2 separate regions of the Gossypium hirsutum genome follow, and region 2 is linked to region 1. Evidence: chromatin contacts called from public Hi-C data. All regions are on one chromosome and are shown on one strand. The core of a region is the stretch at or near the end of the contact, and the rest is flanking DNA. Distances in the headings are between cores, read along the strand shown.

What was found. Hi-C and Micro-C count contacts between places; a contact is called where the count stands out from the background.
Region 2: a Hi-C map of leaf shows a contact between it and region 1, with 2.5 times the contacts expected there. The contact joins two enhancer-like sites. A contact is called at or near these places in 9 of 34 Hi-C or Micro-C datasets (callus, leaf and petal).

The regions. Positions count from the first base shown.
Region 1 is chrA02:29,273,726-29,276,839 of Gossypium_hirsutum_v2.1, forward strand. It overlaps the pseudogene LOC107950990. Among protein-coding and RNA genes, the nearest start is that of LOC107950989, 11 kb to the right of the region's middle. Within about 2 kb of position 1,561, at least 5 of the 9 cell types and tissues checked have an H3K27ac peak or open chromatin away from gene starts, as enhancers often do. A contact at or near this core is called in leaf, where this site is marked.
Region 2 is chrA02:29,975,934-29,978,685 of Gossypium_hirsutum_v2.1, forward strand. No RefSeq gene overlaps it. Among protein-coding and RNA genes, the nearest start is that of LOC107951341, 9.7 kb to the right of the region's middle. Within about 2 kb of position 1,493, at least 1 of the 9 cell types and tissues checked has an H3K27ac peak or open chromatin away from gene starts, as enhancers often do. A contact at or near this core is called in leaf, where this site is marked.

The sequences.
Region 1 (3,114 bases), core at 311-2,810:
TTTTGGATGGGTTGGAGAATGGGCGAGCACAGGGTTAGTGAAAGGCTTTTCTTTGTCTCTCTGTGTGCATATTGTCACATGTGAATGGACTTATTCTGTTTCCTGGTGTTTGACAGCAATGAATTTGGAAGAAGCGCAGCGGTAAATATTGCCCTCACCGGCCTTCAGACGCTTTATCATGCTGATAAAGCGAAAACAGATGCATACGTCCTTGAATTGGTGGCATTGCTTCATCATTTGATCAGCTTAGTGAAACAAAGAGATCACGGGTCCAAGCCTCAGACATTTCGATCTCCTTTTCACTCCAAGATGCAGCGGCAATTTCTATCCTTGAATAGTGGTACTAAACCCCGCAAGGTTGAACTGTCAGAACAAGACAGGAAGTTGTTAAGCAAGGTGAGTGGGAGGAGATTGGTTCCTGGAATCAGCAAAAGTCAGGAATTTCCTTTAGGCAAAAACAAAAGGATCAAAGTTTGGGCATTAAGTAGAAGTGCTGGGAACTCTCCTGATAGGGCAAGAAAGAGTTGCAAGCATTCAAAAACAAATATATTGGATGTGATGGATGGTTTAGACCTCGCAACTTGAATGTCACTTCTTGTCTCATTCCTAACAGTCCCATTCTTCTCATTCTATTATTAAATATATGTGAGATTCATTAGAGTGTACATAATACCTTCCATATATTGTATATTGGTATTTTTTTTCCCAAGTCATCTTAACAAGTGGATATATTGTTTTTGTTTTGGTATTAGTATATATTGATATTAGCACGTTTTAATATTTGTAAAATCTAATTTTAATCGAAATGAAACTTAATTTCGTATTGAAACAGTATGGTATTAGTCAATCCAAACAAATTTGAGTTAGAGGTGAACAAAATTTGATTTGATTCAAAAAAGTAAAATAAAAATTCAAATTTCTAATTAATTGAATTGAGTTGTTCGAGTCAACTCAAATAAGTAATTTCAGTTTTGAGTCGAGTTAAATTTTACAATTCGAATAATTTGAATAATAAATTAATTTATTGAATTTAGTGAATTCAAGCCGAGCCGGGCTAAAAATGTCTTACCTAAGAACCGGCCTGTTTTTTAAACAGACCTTATTTTTTGTCTAAATCCATTTTTCGAGCCTATATTTTTACTCAAACCCTCCCACATTAGGTGGTCTGGCCTATTAACAAGTCTAATTAAGAGTCAGATTATATTTTAATCTTATACTTAAAAAATGGTGTCTATTCCATCAATTACGTTAACTTTTAATAATACAAATAAATAAAATTACAAATAGTAACTCTTCAAATCTCGTAGTTTTGGAGATAGTAACCCAATAGTGCTCTCCAGAAAATAATTTCAATAATCCACAAACAACTCAGCAGAGTTTCTCAATTTGCTTTGTATCCTACCAAAAGAATGACAAACTTAATTTCGAAACTAGAATTATTGATGTGCTTTTTTCCCTCCAAGGTAGAGATCAGGTGGTAAAGATAGGAGTGGTAGTGCCCAAGTGTTGGCAAAGCCTGCGAGTAATGACCACTCAACATATCCCGTTCAGTGCCTAAAGTATCAGGCTATAGTCTTTGGGGACCCTTCTATTTTATAGGAGATGTCAGTCCTTGCTTCCCGTCTCTGTGCAATGTGGGTTTTACACATTAGACTAGCTTAGCGGCCCTTTTGAGTTTTTAACCTATTTTGTCCCCACTCCTCACTATCTATTTCTTTTTCGATCTCAAAAATGCCTAGTATAAGGTTTAGGCTTCTTTTGGTTCACCGTTTAAAGCTAGTGAGGTGCAGTTGGACTTCCAACCTCACTGGGAAGATGTTTGGTTGAGTGTTTCAGTGCAACCAAAATCAATTCTCACCACACTGCTATCCCAAAAATCAACTGGAGCTTTCAGCAGCAATAAGCTCACTGGTTGAACTTCCATTTATTATTTTACCATTTTATCCTTAAAGTTTCTTTATCAATCTGTTATTTTTTTCAGATTTGGCGGGCAAATTCTGCTATCTATGTTGGAGTTTCAACACACTTTAACCGGGTAAAGTAAGAATTTCAAACAGAGCACCAGCAGCAACGTATTATACCCGGGTAAAATATGAAGGAAAAATGCTTGAAGTTCAAGCTTTTAGCTACTGTCAAGAATGGAGAACAGAACTTAGAATTTTTAGAAGGCAAAGGAAGAATGGAGCATATGGAAGAAAATATGATGATTTCATTCGTTTTAAACATTGGTTATATAATAAAAATTAAAAATTAAAAATTATTATCATTTTATCTAATAAATAATTTAAATTGATTATATAATTCATTAAAATATTTATAATAAAATATTAAAAGATACATTTTAATATTTTATTAAATAAATTTATAAATTCACATATTTTAATAATTTTATATAAGTAAAATAATTTAAAAACTTCTATTATATATCAATTCTAATATGATGTCCTTAATAGTCATTTTTCATTTTCACCTTACCGCTACAGCTGCGTTTGAATCCAAACACACACTCTACCGCTGTTTCTAATCTCACCGCTACAGTATCCAATCTCACCGCTACAGTAACTAATCTCACCGCCACCGCTGTTTTTAACCTTACCGGAGGTAAACACACCGTCCATCCAAACTAAGGCTTAATTTGGATGGGCGGTGCGTTTACTTCTGGTGAGATTCAAAATAGTGGTAGCGGTGAGATTATTTACTATGGCGGTGAGATTGGATACTGTAACGGTGAGATTAGAAATAGCGGTGGGGTATGTGTTTGGATTCAAACACAACTGTAGTGGTGAGATGAAAATAAAAAATGACTATTAAAGATATTACATTAAATTAAATTAAATTAAATTAAATTAAATTAAATTATATATGTAAAATAAATAATTATTCCATATTAAATAATATATATTAAATTTTTATTTATATTAAAACAAAAATTTTATTAATAAACAATTACATTACATAAAGTTCATGTATCTACTTATTTATAATTAACTTTTATTTATATATTTATTTTAAAATATATTTATAGTAAATATTAAAATAATTATGACAATAAACATATAATTTATATATTTTATGATAAATATATATATTTACTACATCAACATATATAAAAGA
Region 2 (2,752 bases), core at 243-2,742, 700 kb after region 1:
ATTTTATATTAATTTTTAATTTTTAATTTTTAAACTTAGGCTTAGTTTAGATGAGCGGTTTGTTTACTTCCGATGAGATTAATTACTGTAGTAGTGTGATTGGATACTGTAGCAGTGAGATTAGAAACAGCGAAACGTAGCTGTAATGGTATAATGAGAATAGAAAATGACTATTAAGGAGATTAGATTATAAATGATATATGATAGAAATTTTTAAATTATTTTACTTTTATGAAATTATTAAAAATATGTGAATTTCTAAATTCATTTAATAAAATATTAAAATGTATCTTCTGATATTTTATTATAAATATTTTAATTAATTATATAATTAATTATTATAAAAATCTACTTAAAAATATTATTTATTATCATGAAAAAACAAACAATATTATTATAATGAAACATTGTTTTCAAATTTAATAAAACTAAAATTTTAAATATAAAAGAGTTTGGGATAAAAGATAAGCTGAGATATATTTTACCAAAAATCTATAAATTATAAAAAAGAGAAAAAGGCACATGACAAAGACAAAAGGGTAAAAGCATACTTACTTTCTCACCAGTGAAAACTTCCATTTCTATTGGTGTTGCGTAGCGTTCAACGCACTAATATTGTATAATTCAAATAGCTTCTACCAGCACAATTACGTTGAAATAACACTCAATCGCAACATACTAAAAGAAAACAGACATCCAAAGATGTCCTTATTCTAATAAGCTATTTTATGGCTTTTAGATATTAAGGTTTCAATTAAATATTTCTAAATAATGAATTTTATAATTTTTAAAGATATATATTTATATAAAATATTTTACATTAATTTTATATTTAAATATGAAATATTTATTTTTTAAATCATAAAAAATAAAATTAATTATCTATTAAATAAAAAATAAAATTCAAATCAAATCGATTATTTAAAAAAATATTTATTGGGTTCAAATAGATTTTTGAAGCTTAACTCTATCCTCATCGCCTTGGCTTAAAACATCGTTTTCTTGTATAAGGTGTTCTGAAGTTGTATGTCTCAAAGCCTGTCAACTCTGAAGCTGTGTGTTTGGTCTGTGGTTCTCCATCGGCACTGCTACATGGTAAAGTAAGCTTAATATGGTAACAAAATCGACCCACCATTGGCATTGTTGAGCCCACGGGGTTAATAGCGAAAGCAAAAATGGTGACAAAATCGACCTACCTAGCATTGAAGAATCTTTTGGCTGAGTTGAGGGGATAGGGAAAGGTACTGTGAAAGCTATAAAGATACGTAATTATTCCCATGATTACTTGTTTAAGCAAAGGTAATGGTGTTTGTTGAGAAGTTTGGGAGTTGGGCGGCGATTGATAGATGGTAGACTACACGATAGCAGGGGCAGTCATTTCAAGATAGTACAAACTTCCAAAATCTTTAACCCACACCTGACTTCACTAGGCAATGATATGTAAGAATAATTTCTCTGTAGGGTTTAATCAATCAAGATAGGGTGCGGTATTGGGTAAAGGTCACATCTACAGGGTTTCAAACTTTTAATTATAGCATCACCATGGGGATGCCACGCAGCTATCTCAAGATATTATTTTTAAATTTTTAAATATAGTTATTTATTATTATTTTTAAAAATAATTCGACTATTTTAAATATGAAATATTTATTTTACATTATAAAAATTTAAAAATTAAATAAAAATAATATTCAATTCAAAATATATTCATAATATGATACAGATGAACTTTTAAATTCTCAAAACACAACCTTAGCTAGACATTAGATAGATTGGAATAGTTACATATGATTTAAATTTTATTAATTTAGATGTTCTGAAATTAGATAAATATTTAGATTCGTGCAATATTTTTGAATTCTTTATATGTATTAAACTATTTTATATTTTGTTAATAAATCTTATAAATAAAATTAGAATAGTACTTTTTTATACATCCAACAATAATATGTCACGTCATAAATCTTTAGAGGATATAAATAATACAATACATCGCAAATATTAAATTAACTATTATTACAATTTTTAACTTTAAAATGAATATACTTCTATATAAATATCATAAACCTCAAAATCATAAACCTCTTGATGTAATAATTTTCTTAAAGTTTAAATGTTAACCCACCATACAATAAATCATAAATTTAGTTGTAAAAAAAAAAACAAACCCATAAACTTTACATTACTATAACTATTACTTTGTTAATACTATTTAAATTTGTTTACATTAATTTTAGTTAATTAATCAGATTAAGATATTATTAAGGAGAATTAAGTTAATATTATAAAGTATATCATATTAATTATAAATTCTTTTAAAAATATAAAGTGGCATATTTTTATTGAAGGTCTAAACAATAAGTTTTCAAATTATCTTAATATAATTTAAACTCTCTCTTTTTTCTCAAACTATTATTTTAATAATAAAATTTTAATTTAATTTGTAAATATTTGCTATTATTTTAATTAAGATTAAATTATAATAATAATCACTTAAAATATATTTGATTCTATTTTAATCACTCACTATTAATTTTTTCAATTTAATCCCTATTTTTTTCGAATTTAAATATTTTTACCTGTCTCCATTGTTAGCTATTGTTTGATGAAGTATATGTGAAACTGCTAATTGTAAAACCCCTTTTGTTTTTATCCAAGTGAAAGAAAGAGCTTAGTTTTATCGTTCTAAACAAAAGATTCATTAATGAGAAACTTGGCAAACTCTCATTGTATTTTGTACTTAAATCACATT